Regions from separate parts of the Mus musculus genome. Here region 1 is linked to region 2. The links are chromatin contacts, called in public Hi-C maps. All regions are on one chromosome and are shown on one strand. Each heading gives the region's core, a stretch centred on a gene start, on an enhancer-like site or on the middle of the called end of the contact. The rest is flanking DNA. Distances are from core to core; before and after follow the strand shown. Region 1 has its middle 17 kb from the start of Dnajc27. Region 2 has its middle 25 kb from the start of Pomc.

The links. A called contact is a pair of places that touch in the nucleus more often than the background predicts.
Region 1: a contact with region 2 is called in a Hi-C map of cerebral cortex, with 3 times the contacts expected there. The contact joins two enhancer-like sites. A contact is called at or near these places in 5 of 15 datasets of contacts at CTCF or cohesin (the NIH/3T3 cell line, embryonic stem cells, hippocampal excitatory neurons and 1 more), 229 of 484 Hi-C or Micro-C datasets (the 3T3-L1 cell line, 3T3-L1-derived adipocytes, the 4T1 cell line and 121 more), 18 of 115 datasets of contacts at active chromatin or transcription factors (the HL-1 cell line, the NIH/3T3 cell line, T-cell acute lymphoblastic leukemia and 11 more) and 2 of 9 other capture datasets (embryonic stem cells and embryonic tail).

What each region holds. Positions count from the first base shown.
Region 1 is chr12:4,061,908-4,069,497 of GRCm38.p6, reverse strand. No RefSeq gene overlaps it. Among named protein-coding and RNA genes, the nearest start is that of Dnajc27, 17 kb to the left of the region's middle. Within about 2 kb of position 2,582, at least 39 of the 459 cell types and tissues checked have an H3K27ac peak or open chromatin away from gene starts, as enhancers often do. A contact at or near this core is called in cerebral cortex, cortical neurons, germline stem cells and 1 more, where this site is marked.
Region 2 is chr12:3,926,838-3,933,700 of GRCm38.p6, reverse strand. It overlaps the pseudogene Gm9088. Among named protein-coding and RNA genes, the nearest start is that of Pomc, 25 kb to the left of the region's middle. Within about 2 kb of position 3,025, at least 27 of the 459 cell types and tissues checked have an H3K27ac peak or open chromatin away from gene starts, as enhancers often do. A contact at or near this core is called in cerebral cortex, cortical neurons, germline stem cells and 1 more, where this site is marked.

The DNA.
Region 1 (7,590 bases), core at 1,333-3,832, 140 kb before region 2:
GCAACTGAAGTCACCTGGGAAGAGGAGAGATTGGAAAAGGACTGAGATCAACAAGAAGAGCTGTTGAAAAGTAAGAAGCAACTTTATGCACAGGCCAGCAAGCATTTTAGTGGGCTACTCTCTGAAGGTTTAACTCCATGTGGATCAAACAGAGTCTTCCCTTTTCACTCAGCAAATATGTAAGTCAATACTTGGGAGGAACTATATTGGGTGCAGAAATTAATTGTAAATAAGGTACATTCTATGATGATATGAATGCTAAGGCACAACAAAATATGATTTGCTGGCCAGATCTACTGTTTTTGCAAATAAAACTTTATTGAAGCACAAACATCCCATTCATGTATACAGTCTATGATTTTTACATTTTAATTGTCTGAGGTATAATTCACATGCCATGGATTCACTTGTTAAAAGCTTGCAATTCGGGGTTTTCAGTGTAGGCAGAGGTCTGTAGCCATCATTCACATCTAGCATTATAACATATTCTTTATTTCCCAAAGAAACGCTGTACCTATTTGTCAGAACATGGTCCAGGAATGGAGCTGGGTGAGGAGAATTCTGGGAGTTGTGAGGGGAAAAAACACCTCTAAGAAAACAAGAGTCTTAGGACCTCAGTTTCTCCAGAACATAGAATTGTTCTTGGATATGTTTTTGTGCTCCCTTCCCAGGCTTGGCAGATAGGGGTGAGTTTACTGCAGATTACTCATTACAACTGGCTGTTGTTTATTTATATGTCTCTAGGGAAAAACGTGTTTGCCATGTCCACTTTGCCCTTATGGTTCTATGCTTTACTCATGTGACCCTCTTAACCCTCAGAGTATAAATTGGCTGATGCTCAGAATAAAGTTGGCTATTGAATAAGACTTTAGTCTGCCTTATTCTCTACTCCATCGAGAGCGGTAAACACCCACTAACAGTCATTCGCATTTTCCTTCTACACTTTCCCAGCCCACGGGAAGCACCAATATGCCTCCTGTGTGTGCAGATTCACCTATTCTGGGTGTTTCATAGGAACAGAACCTAGGCTGTGTGCTTTTGATGTCAGCCCTTTTCACTTAGCCTATCGTTTTCTTTTTTGTTATTGTTTTTTCGAGACAGGTTTCTCTGTATAGCCCTGGCTGTCCTGGAACTCACTCTGCAGACCAGGCTGGCCTTGAACTCAGAAATCTGCCTGCCTCTGCCTCCCGAGTGCTTGGATTAAAGGCGTGCGCCACCACGCCCGGCTTAGCCTACGGTTTTCAAGATCTATATTTTCTGCAGCATACACCAGCTTCTTGTCGTGACTCTACATCTTCTTTTGTAGTACATTGCAAATGCATTGTTGCGATTACAATATATAGAGTGTTATTTTTAAATGTTTTGTGCTCCACAGTCTAAAGAGAAAATAAAGGACATTTTAGGGCCTTGAACTGGAGAAAAGCTTGTGGATCAGCAACTTCTCTACCTCCCTTAATCCTGGAATCAGCTCCTTAGCTTTTCTGCTGGAGTTTTTCCCCACTGAGAGAAGACCATCTAACCTCTCAGCAAACACTAAGAAAAGACACATTCCTGATACAGGGTAGGACTGGGGGTTTACTAGTCAGTCTTCTGTTGTCGTGATAAAGCCCTATGACCAAGGAAACTTATAGAAGGAAGAGTTTATTTGGGCTTACAGTTCCAAAGGGCTGAGAGTCCCTCATGACTGGGAGCATAGCAGCAAGTGGTGGGTGTAACAGTTCTCTCTCTCTCTCTCTCTCTCTCTCTCTCTCTCTCACACACACACATACATATATATCTTATATTTTTTTATGAGGAAGATATATGTGTATATAAATATGTACATATATACATATGTATATCATACACATATATTCATATGTGTATATATCATATACACATGTATGTATATAAGAGATGCATATATGTATATGAGATGTATACATATATGCATATACATATGTATATACAGGTATGTGTATACATATATGTATCTAACACATACACATATATATTTACACATAAGCATATATATATGTCTACATATACTGCATCCAGAGCAAAGCCACTTTTCTAACACAGCTACAATAAACAGTTATCAACTATAGCAGATGCCCAATGATAGCTTCTACAACATGATGCTGTTCTGTGCCAAGACAGAACTTAATTCTCAAAATAACCTTTCCAGACAAACTAGGATTCCTGACTGGAACTAAACCAGGACAGCTGGGACACACAATCACCTCTGTGGTAAAAGGATCCTTGCCTTTTTTCCCCAGGAGTTCCCATCTGACAGAAATCTGAATTTGGATGGATGGTATGCATGATACCATGTTACCAATTATAGGACCTGTATAATTACAACAACCTTTATAGTCATGGTGAACACTTCCTTTCAAAGGAATATCAAATGGACTGCTGGGCTGATGTAGAGCAGAGGCTTGGTAAAGACGGTCTGTAGAGAGGCAAAGCACGCACACTCTGGTTCCCTCACTCTCCTCATCTTCCTCACCAGGCTTCATTCTCCTCCTCTGCTCCTCTCCCTCCCTCCCACTCTTTCTTCCCTTTGCTGCCTGAGCCTCCACAGTTTGAGTCACAGGCTGCCTCCAGTCTTGAAGGCGTGATCATTAGTCAGGGATGTGGGCTCAGCCTTCCTCTGGCTGTCTGGAGACATCTGGGGAGCTCACAGGGAAAGAACTCAAGCAGCTGGCATAACCTGTGTGCTTCGGAGTTGCGGAGCCTGAGGGCGGTGACAGCAGCAGTGACCAAGCCAGAATCAGCACTGGTTGCTGATGCAGAGGCTGATGCAGAGGCTGATGTAGATGCTGCTGCTGCTGCTGCTGGCCATACAGGGAGGGAGGAGCAGCAGCCATCCAGAGACCCAGAATGTGCCTGTAGTAAGCAAGGGGTTGAGTGGAACAGCTGCTAGGCTAATGACATCCTCAGGGACCAGGGACAGGCAGGAGATAAAGGGCAAGTTCAGCGCCTGCAGCACCCATACCAGCCTTCATTCCCCTCCTCTCTGTCGTCTCAGTTCTCTGAGTCCCCGCCACCCCTGGTTAAGCTCTCTGGCTCTACTTAACACTGGAAGTGAGGTCCTGCCCTGGCATCCCCTTTGCTCACATTGTATCAAAGTGGGGCTCAGAGGAGGCGGTCAGGATTGCTCTGAATCCTGCCTTGTGGCACAAAGGCGATAAGGAGGCTCTCCTTTCTCCTGGGCTTCACATTCATCATTTGTCATTCCAGGTCGCCTTGGGGCAGGTTTTTGAAACTTAGGTCGGTCCCCTTCAGCATCTTCTTCAACTAACAGTCGACGCCGGAACTGGGAGTAAAGGGAACATAGGCCTGGGTTTGGGGCTTAGTTGATAAAGTGTTTATCTAGTACACAAGAAGCCCTGGGTTGGACCCTGCCTGAGCTGGGCGTGGTGCCTGCAGTTCCAGCACTGAGGAAGTAGAGGGTACAAAGCCATGCTTAGTTGTATGGCAGGTTTGAGGCTAGGCAGGGTTGAGGCTAGTCCGTGTGGGCTATGAGAATCCTTATCTTTTTGTTATTGTTGGTGGGTTTTGGTATTTGTTGTTGTTGTTGTTTGTTTGTTTGTTTTTTGTTTTCTTTTGTTTTCTTTGGTTTGGTTTCTTGAGACAGGGTTGTTCTATGTAGCCTTGGCTGCCCTAGAACTTGAGCTGTAGACCAGGCTCTCCTTGATCTCACAGAGACAGATCTGTCTGCCTCTGCCTTCAGAGTGCTGGGATTAAAGGTGTGAACCACTATCCCCAATGAGATACTATCTTTAAAAAAAAAAGTGTGGTGGTTGTTATGGTGATGGTTGTCATGGTCCTTGTGGTGGTGGTGTCTGCAAGACCTGGAAGGGTGTGGCTTCCTACTGTTGCAGGGTAGAGCTATGACTCCAGGCTACAGGGTGGACTCCAGAAAGAGTCTGAGGAAATAAATTCTCCTTATTTCCTTCCATATGTCTGCATCATTCGGAGGCAGAGTTTCGCCTCTTCCCTAGGGATGAAAACCTGTGGCAATTGTTTGAAAAATGGAGGTCCAAGCTTTGAGGACCTAGAGGAGGAAGGTGGGTGTGACCATCTCCTCACCCCAACACAGAGACCTAAAAGCTCTTACAACCTTCATCTTTGTATCTCTGAAGCAGACATTTGAGGAGACTAGCGGTTTGTCACGGTGTTCCTCACCTTTCTGTGCCTGGACGCCATCTTTTTGCACTGGTTTCCTTGTCAGGTTTACTTCTGCCCAGGGAATTCTGTGCTCCACACACTCCATTTGAGGCAACAACCACATCCCCAGACCTTGAGAGCATGTGCCTTCTTTGTCCTTCCATACTTCCCAACTTTGGTTCTCATGGGACGGTTTCTCTCAACGAATAGTTAGGAGAAAAGCATCTAATTAAACTAATTCAAATTACAGTCATGAAACCCACTCTCTTTAAAGAGCTTGGCTATTTCCCCTCCTAAAAAATTTCCCATGTAGGATGCTCAGCTGGGCTAGCAGGACAGAATCATGTTCTCCCCACTTTCCTCTCTGACAGGGTCTTCATTTAGTCAGATTTACTCTGAAATGTACTTGTAGCTCATAGTCCAGGCTTTTCCTTAACTATTAAAATATCTTCCTACCTCTGCCTCCAAAGTGCTGGGTGATGCTAAAGGCATGCATCATCACAGCCCACCAAAAATATTTAATGGACCGCTGGAACAGAAACAGGTGACAATCCTGGCTCTTCGCCATTCCCAGCATGCCGCCTAAGGCTGTTTTGCTCATCTGGAAGAGACACAGGAGTCATGAAGATGAGCATGGGGCCCCGAATATACTCTCTCCTCTGTCTGAGGCATGCAAGGGACAGCTCAGATAAATGTACTGTCTTCCTGGCTGGCACCAGAGTTCTCGGTAGAGGTGGGGCGTGCTGGAGATGAACTTGGGGTTCTAGAGATGATGTTGGTGCAAGCCTCTGCATGGTTCTCAAGGAGCAAGAAAGAAGCCAGGTAAAGATGTGACGATAGACATTCTTAGCCCTAGAACTAGGGAGGCTGGAGCAGGGAGATCTCTAGATGGAGACCAGCCTGAGATATAAGGCAAAACTATCTCAAAAGCTTAAAATTTTTTATTACATGTATGTATGTATGTATGTATGTATGTATGTATGTATGTACCTATGTATGTGGATACATGTGAGTGCACAAGCAGGCTATAGTGGGATGTAGACAACTTGGAAGAGCCAGTTCAGTTTTTTCCTTCCACAATGTGGGCCCCAGATATTGAACTCAAATTATCAGGCTTAGCAGCAAGTACCTCTAGATATTGAGCCGTTTTCCTGCACCACACCCCCCCCCACATACACACACTACACACACACACACACACACACACACACACACACACACACACACATATATATATACACATACACACACATACACATATATACATACATATATTGTATTAGTCTGGGTTCTCTAGAGTCACAGAACTTATGGAGAGTCTCTATATAGTAAAGGAATTTATTGATGACTTACAGTCTGCAACCCAATTCCCAACAATGGTTCAGTAGTAGCTGTGAATGGAAGTCCAAGGATCTAGCAGTTACTCAGTCTCACACGGCAAGCAGGCGAAGGAGCAAAAGCAAGACTCCCTTCTTCCAATGTCCTTATATTGTCTCCAGCAGAAGGTATAGCCCAGACTAAAGGTGTGTTCCACCACACCTTTAATCCCGAATGACCTTGAATTTGGAGATTTAATCTTCTGGAATCCATAGCCACTATGCCTCAAGATCTCCATACCAAGATCTAGATCAGAAACTTCTATCTCCAAGCCTCCAGATAAGGATGACTGGTGAGCCTTCCAATTCTGGATTGTAGTTCACTCCAAATATAGTCAAGTTGACAACCAGGAATAGCCACTACACACACACACACACACACACACACACACACACACACACACACATATATATGTATGTATATATATATTTTTTTTAAACAAAAGATCAAATGAAAATAAAAATTTTACCCAATTCTGTTTGCTTGCTTAACCAAGAACAGAATGTTCTAGAATGCTTATCTTTATTAAGATTCTGTCAGTTTTAAAGTTAAGAAGGTTGGCATTTGTTGACTTGAGATATTTCCCAAGTGTTTGGGTTTGGAGGTTTAAATAATGTCATTAATTCTGTGGGTTTCTCTGCCCTTAAGTGGGCTTCATTCTCAGACAGGTTCTCACTAGGCCTCAGAGAAGGTGATGTGTGAGCTGAAGCTCAAGGCCAGGAGATGGCAGATGAGGTTGGAAGGTGTGCATATGGGCGTTGGTGGTGTAGACTTTAAGGGGTGCACAGAGAGATAAGCCTGAACTGGCAGGAAGGAACCAGATTGCAGGGTCCAGGGACAGGCTTGTAGATCCCAGTGTGTCCCCGCAGGGTCTGAGCAGAGCGTGAACAAGATCTGTACTCACATAGTGTGTCCCCGCAGGGTTTGAGCAGAGCATGAACAAGTCCAGATCTGTACTCACACAGCTCAGTCTGCAGCAGGCTGAGTGTGGGGAACCCACTTGGAGGCAGGAAGAAGTCAGGAGTCGGCTTCGGGAGAGCACAGGGGGTGAGATGCGATTCCTCAGAGACAATGCTGCCTATGTCAATTAGAAAGAATCATTTGCAGCCTCAGTTCAAGCAAGGATGAAGATGACCACCAAAAGATACACTCCTCACACAGTCTCAGAACCGCTCTGTGGAGAAACACAAAGGGAGAAACTGCACTTCTACAAAGGAAAGATCCAGGGACTGCGCTAAGGAGGAAGCCAAACTCAGCAGTGTGTACAAGCTGATACTGGCTGCCTTCTGAGATGACTCAAAGAAAGATGCATGCATAGGCCTCTTTTCAGAGATCTCAGTCTAAGCATGAGGAAATAACCAGAAATATCCAGAATGCAAGAAGCTGGTTGAAATCCTTTAAAACTTCAGTGTCACGATGAACAAAAAGAAATCAAAACAGAAGCCTGGCGTGGTGGCGCACACCTTTGATCCCAGCACTTGGGAGGCAGAGGCAGGCGGATTTCTGAGTTCGAGGCCAGCCTGGTCTACAAAGTGAATTCCAGGACAGCCAGGGCTACACAGAGAAACCCTGTCTCGGAAAAAGAAAGAAAGAAAGAAAGAAAGAAAGAAAGAAAGAAAGAAAGAAAGAAAGAAAGAAAGGAAGGAAGGAAGGAAGGAAGGAAGGAAGGAAGGAAGGAAGAGAAATAAAAACAAAAGAGTTGGCTCTAAGTAAAAGGAGTGCAGCCGTACAAAATACAGAATACTTGACCAAGAACCAAAACAGCTCTCAAAGACATTCTGAGGACAACTGGAGAATGTAAATATGAGCCAAGTGTTGTGCATAGGTCTTCACTTGTGTTTTCTTTTCAGCAATTAGCTGCTATTGGTTTGTTTATTTGTCTATGTGTGTGTTGTACATGTGTGTTTGCATGTGTATATATATGCTGGAACATGTTCATACATGTGAGCACCTGCATGCACATGTATGGAGACCAGAGGTTGAAGCCTATGTCTTCATCTAATCCTCTTCACTCTAGTTTTTTGTATTTGTTTGATTTTGTATGTATAAATGTTTTGT
Region 2 (6,863 bases), core at 1,776-4,275:
AAGAATAGTAGGATATCTGTATTGGTCAAGTACCAGAAGTTATAGAATTATTAGAGTAACTTACAAGCTGTGGTCCTGCTAACCCACTAATGGCTGCCTATAAATGGACAATCCAGGAATCCAGTAGTTGCTCAGCTCACAAGGTTGGATGCTTCAGCTGGCCATCAGAACAAGCCTGAATGCACAAGAAATGGCCAGAGAAGGAATGGACTGGGTATCAAAGAGCAAAACCTTCCTTCTTCTATGTCCTTATATATAGCTTCCAGTAGAAGGTGTGGCCCAGAGTAGAGGCAGGTCTTCCCATCTCAGAAAATCTGGATTAAAGGTGTGTCTTTCCACCACAAAGATTCACATTAGAAGTGAATCTTCCCATTTAAAATTAAGCAAAAATTCCTCACAGGTGTGCCTCATTTGGGAGTTTTAGTTAATTCCAGGTTTAGTCAAGTTGACAACAACAACAACAACAAAAATAGCCATTACACTCTGTGGGCACTGGCCAGTCTTATTCCTAGTTGTCCAGCCCCAGGTCCTATGTGTCAAACAAGGAGCAGGTATCAGGTGCTGGGAACGTTCTGGAAACAACAGGCTTTGCTCTAGAAGCTTATGTTCCAATGAGTGAACAAGACAAACAAGAAAATAAATAACCAAGTAAATGCACTGTTGCAAAGCGTGGTAAGTACCATGGGAGAAAAAAAATCCCAAGAATCGCTAACATGGTATAATACTGGAAAATTATCAGGATTATGATAATAATAATAAGCATTTCGGGGAATGAAACAGGCAATTAGATGCTCTGGGAAGAGCAAAAGCTGTGTGGAAAGAAATATAATCAGTGTGGGAATTTGTCTTCGCTGTGAACAATATTTACATAGTCATAATGATTTAACTAAATGTAAAATGTCAGTTTGGAAGTAAAAGATTACCTATTACCTAATGGGAGAGTCCAGGAAAGTCAGTAGAGGGGTAAAAATGCATAAAATACATTTTTTAAAACTGCACACAGGTGCTGTGATACATGCCTGTAGTCCCAGCACTGGGCAGGCAGAGGCAGGGAAGATGGTACTCAGGTCTAATCTGCACAGCAATTAGTGAGAGCCTATCTCAAAAACAAACTAAACAACAAAAGTTGGGACAATAGCAAGTTATTTAAGGGAACTGAGCTAGGTACCAGGAGAAACCATGAGAAATGATTCTCTCCAAAAAACCCAAAAACCCAACTGAGTTGGGGGGTCAGGGGCAGTAAGGAAGATGGGAGGTGGGGGTGGGTGAACCAGGGGGTGGGGAGTAATAAACTGTTGCTTTTCATTCATTGCTTCTGCTGGTTTAATGCCACTTTGTTGCCAGACCCTATCCCCAGCACCGGAAACTCAGAAGTAAATGTAACAGTCCCAACAAACAACACCAAAATCCACACAATGTTGTAGAGTGGTAAATAATATGTAAAAAGCATATGAGCCGGCCAGCATGGAGACTGAGATCTGCTCAGAGGTTAAAGGTGCTTGCCACTAAACCCAATAATCTAAGTTCAGCCTCTGACCCATGTGATGGAAGGAGAGAGTCAATGCCTGTAAGTTGTCCCCTGTTCTACACACGTGCCATGGTACACGCACACAAACATATTCATACATAAAGAAATGTAAGATTTGACTTCTGGGTCAAAGCCATGGCAGTGGCAAATTCAAGTCCAGTTAATCCAGTGGTCTTCTTTGATGTTAGCATTGGCGGCCAGGAAGTTGGTCGAATGATGATCAAGCTCTTTGCAGACGTGGTGCCTAAGACGGCAGAGAACTTTAGGCAATTCTGCACCCGAGATCAGAAAAGATGGTGTTCCGATAGGATACAAAAGAAGCACCTTCCACAGGGTCATAAAGGATTTCATGATTCAGGGTGGAGATTTTGTTAATGGCGATGGCACTGGAGTCGCCAGTATTTACCAGGGTCCATTTGTGGATGAAAAATTTAAACTTAGACACTCTGCTCCAGGCCTGCTTTCCATGGCAAACAGTGGTTCCAGTACAAATGGCTGCCAGTTCTTTATCACATGTTCTAAGTGTGATTGGCTGGATGGAAAGCATGTAGTGTTTGGAAAAATCATTGACGGACTTGTAGTGATGAGGAAGATCGAGAATGTTCCCACAGGCCCCAACAATAAGCCCAAACTGCCAGTGGTGATCTCACAGTGTGGGAAATGTAATCTAGACAAGACGGAACCAGGTCCTCTGCTGTGTTGATGTGACATTCTCCCTTGAGTCTGACAAGCTGGACTGGCCTCTGTGTTTGCTTCCCTGTCTCCACAGTATGCGATCCAGGACCCGGAAGTATCACAAATGAGAACCAATCATCCTGTTTACATTTTGGACTGTAAATAAAGGAATTTTTAAAAAAGAAAAAAGAAATGTAAGATTTTGAAGAGAGGATGAAAACGAATTTTTGGTTTTTATTCATTTGTTTGTTTTGTTTTTAAGATTTATTCAGTGTGTCTGGATGTTTTGCCTGCTTGAACGTCTGAGTACCACACTGGTGCCCTCAAAAGGTCAGAGGAGGATGTTGGGTCCCCTAGAACTGGAGTCACAGAGAGTTGTGAGCTACCATGTGGGTCCTGGGGACTGAGCCTGTCCTCTCTCCGTGACAGCAGCAAATGTTTAACCCCCGTGTCACCGCGTCACCCGGTCACCGTGTCTGCTCAGCCCTCCATCTTTTTTTGAGACAGATTCTCATTCAGTTCAGGCTGACCTTGAACTCCTTAAGGAACCAAAGTTAGCCTTGAAGCTGCGACCCTCCTGTCTTCATCTCCCAAATGCTAGGATTGCATGCCTGTCCCACCATGACTGTTTACACTGTACTGGATATGAACCCAGGGTTTGGCGCACGCTCGGCACGCACCCTACCAATGGAGCTACACCCCCACCCACCCCATTCTTTTTTGTATCTGAATAAAACTTCACTGCATGGCCTATCTTATTCATGTATCTGAGCTGTTCCTCACTTAGCTGTCATGAGCAGTACTGCTCTGAGCATTAGTGCTGAGTTTCCTGTGTGAATGTTAATTGCTTCTCTTGGGTTTAAGCCCAGCACTGACGCAGCTCACATGCCAACGCCAGGCCCGGCACTGACGCAGCTCACGTGCCAACGCCAGGTCCCGCACTGACGCAGCTCACGTGCCAACGCCAGGTCCCGCACTGACGCAGCTCACGTGCCAACGCCAGGTCCCGCACTGACGCAGCTCACGTGCCAACGCCAGGTCCCGCACTGACGCAGCTCACGTGCCAACGCCAGGTCCCGCACTGACGCAGCTCACGTGCCAACGCCAGGTCCCGCACTGACGCAGCTCACGTGCCAACGCCAGGTCCCGCACTGACGCAGCTCACGTGCCAACGCCAGGCCGGGCACTGACGCAGCTCACGTGCCAACGCCAGGCCGGGCACTGACGCAGCTCACGTGCCAACGCCGGGCTTTACTTTTCCCTCTGAAGAGTTTTAAACATTTTAAAATTTACTCTTAATTATGTGTGCCAGACAGAATGTGCCTGAGAGTCATTGCCCTCAGAGACCAGAAGTCACATGTCCAGGAGCAGGAATTGTAGGCAGTTGAGAGCCACCTGATCTGGAGCTGAGAACTGAACTCAGGTCCTCTGCACCCACAATGCTCACTCCTAACTGCTGAGCCCTCTCATCAGCTCCCTTATCTCCTTCTCCTCTTTTGTGGAGACACCATCTTACTATGTAGCCCTGGCTAACCTAAAAGTTACTATGTAAACTAGGCTGGCCTCAAAAATCACAGAAATCCATCCCGCCCCTGCCCCTGCCCCTGCCCCTGCCCCTGCCCCTGCCCCTGCCCCTGCCCCTGCCCCTGCCCCTGCCTTCTAAAAGTTAGGGCTAAAGATGTGTGCAGCCATCACCACACTAGATGCTGTTCTTGTTGTCCTTGCTCCTCTTCCTCCTCTTCCTCTTCCTCTTCTTCAAGATTTTTCTATAGGTAGCCAGGCAATGGTGGCTCACACCTTCAATTCCAGCACTCAGGAAGCAAGGGCAAGCACATCTCTGAGTTTGGGGCCAGCCTGGTTTACAGAGCAAGTTCCAGGACAGCCAGGACTACATGGCCAGAGAAACCCTATATAGAAAAATAGATTTCCTTAAAACATATTGCTTAGTGTTAGAGAGATGACTCAGTGGTTAAGGCACAGGACCTGGGTTCAGTTCCCAGCACCCATGTCAGGTGGCTAAAAACCATCTGTAACTCCAGTTCCAGGTCCAACAGCCTCTGGGCCCCTCGGGTGGCCCACGCCTGCCCGTGGTGTATATAAACTCCTTCAGGCACACACATAAATAAGCCTACTGTTCTGCATTGTGATCCCTGCATATGAATCTGCAGGAATCATGCACTGCTGTAGGCTGCATCCTACAACGGGAAGCACTGAGCCACAGGACATGGACACTTAGGATATCAACAGGCACCACATGCAAGCACCAGCACTCAGCCAGCACGGACTTCTGATCTGAGTGGTGAGTGAAAGGACCAAGGCGCCTGCCAAGTACCGAGAAACCAGAGCTGCCTCAGAGGCTCAGGGAAGCAAGGTAGGGTCTGGGGTTGAGTATGTGGCAGAGCTGGACTGCTGACTGGCATAGCACTAGCAGACCTCTGCTGCCACCCAGGGGATGCCACCACTGGCACAATTGAAATAGAGTTGGTGTAAGAGGCTGGAGAAGCACAACAGCCACAGTTGTGTGCATCAGTAGAGCAAGCCTTCATTTTAGAATCCATGGAGTTGCTGCCAAGTGACCTCAGATGAGTGGCATCACTGCTGATCTGGAATTCATCATCCTGTGGGCATTTCTGGCTTTGAACTCCATGGTTCCTGACAAACAACAGAACTCTCTGTGAATTCAGATGGCTTTTCCTGTTCAAGTTTTTGCTTCTAGTGGAGGGTTCTCCCTCATGCCCTAGAAGCGGCTAGGAGGTTCTGATTTCTACTGGTTTGAACCAAACAGCTCAGTCCAATCCAGCAAGCACTTCCTAAGATTCCTGGGTCAAAGCCTTTTTCACGTGAATAGTTACAGCAGCTTCCTGATCAGGCTCCCGACCTTTGTGATCCATACAGTAACTCACGGAGCAAAAGAACCAAGAGGCAAAGAGACTGCTGGAGTCCTGTAGCCCTGCAGGTTCTTTATTGCCAGCCCCACAGATACATAGCTCATGTGTGTGCTCTGCCACCACAGGCCTTCGCAGGCCTAGCTTCCCCCCCAAGCAGTGTCACTGTTGTTTGTTGTAAGGAGCTTTGAATTTCCTTAGGGTTCTGGGAATCTAGCCCAGGCTCTAGGTACATGTTAGCCAAGCACTTTATTGTTGTGGCCAGGACTCCAGCCTTCGCTTTAGTCTTGTCTGGTTAATTTCCTGGAGGTGTCTAGTCAGAGTTAATCTTACCAGATTTCCCTGACTTTTGTATAAAATAGCACTTGCAGGGGCTGGAGACATCTTCAGAGACATGCTTGTAACCATACTTTTTGGCTACTTTATTGGGTTCTTGTTTTGTTTTGTTTTGTTTTGGAGACAGGGTTTCTCTGTGTAGCCCTGGCTGTCCTGGAACTTACTCTGTAGACCAGGCTGGCCTCAAACTCAGAAATCTTCCTGTCTCTGCCTCCCAAGTGCTGGGATTAAAGGCGTGCACCACTTCACCAATCCCTTCTAGCCCACCAACATTAGGTAGGCAAAAAAGGTTAGAAGGGGAAGGAGGCATAGACCTCTTTATACTACTTCCTGCTGGTTAGGGGCATTGAGTTTCTAGAGGCAAATCCAACTGGTGTCATCAGGATAACTCCAACCAGCAATACAGCCGAGAGCTAAAGCAGCAAACACAACAGGAAGAAGCAGCGAAGGGAGGGACAGCTGCCATCACGTCCAGAGCTCTGGCATCTTTATACCTTCTCAAGAGTGCCCAGAATAAGCCAGGCATGGTGTCGCACGCCTTTAATCTCAGCACTCGGGGGGGGTGGGGGTGGGGGTGGGGGGCAGAGGCAGGCAGATTTCTGAGTTCGAGGCCAGCCTGGTCTACAAAGTGAGTTCCAGGACAGCCAGGGCTATACAGAGAAACCCTGTCTCGGAAAAAAAAAAAAAAAAAAAAGAGTGCCCAGAATTTCAAAAGCAAACTATCTTCAGCTGGCAGAATCATGCACCTGCCAGAGCATGAGACAAATCATAGTCAGCTGCTGCGGAGGATCTGAAGCAGCCCCATATCCCACACCTGGGATTAAAACAGAAACATATTCACATAACATAACTTTTTAAAATATTTATTTATTTTATGCATATGAGTATTTATTTTATGCATATGAGTACACCACCGTTGCTTTCTTCAGACACACCAGAAGAGGGCATCAGAACCATTACAGATGGTTGTGAGCCACCATGTGGTTGCTGGGAATTGAACTCAGGACCTCTGGAAGAGCAGCTGGTGCTCTTAACTGCTGAGCCATCTCTCTATCCCCATAACTGGGTTTTTAAGAAAGCCAAATTCTCACTACAAGTGCTTGCAAGTGTGCATTTAGACCCCCAGCACCCATGGAAAAGCTGTATGTGGCAGATAGAAGGTGCCCATATTCCCTCGCTCTGGTGAGACAGAGACAAGCTGATTCCTGGAGATCACTGGTCAGTCTAGCCAAATGGGTAGATTCCAGTTTCAATCAATCCCAGCCCTTCCCTCTCACTCCCCTTGCCTCCTCTATTGTCTTCATAGTATTTATCACAGCTCTCCCGAGATCTGTTTATCCTTCATCCATCCATGGACAACACACACACACAGCACCATGAGCTTCAGGGCAGGAAGGACTGTTGCTCAAGGTTGGTTCAGATTGGGCCTTTGAGGCCTC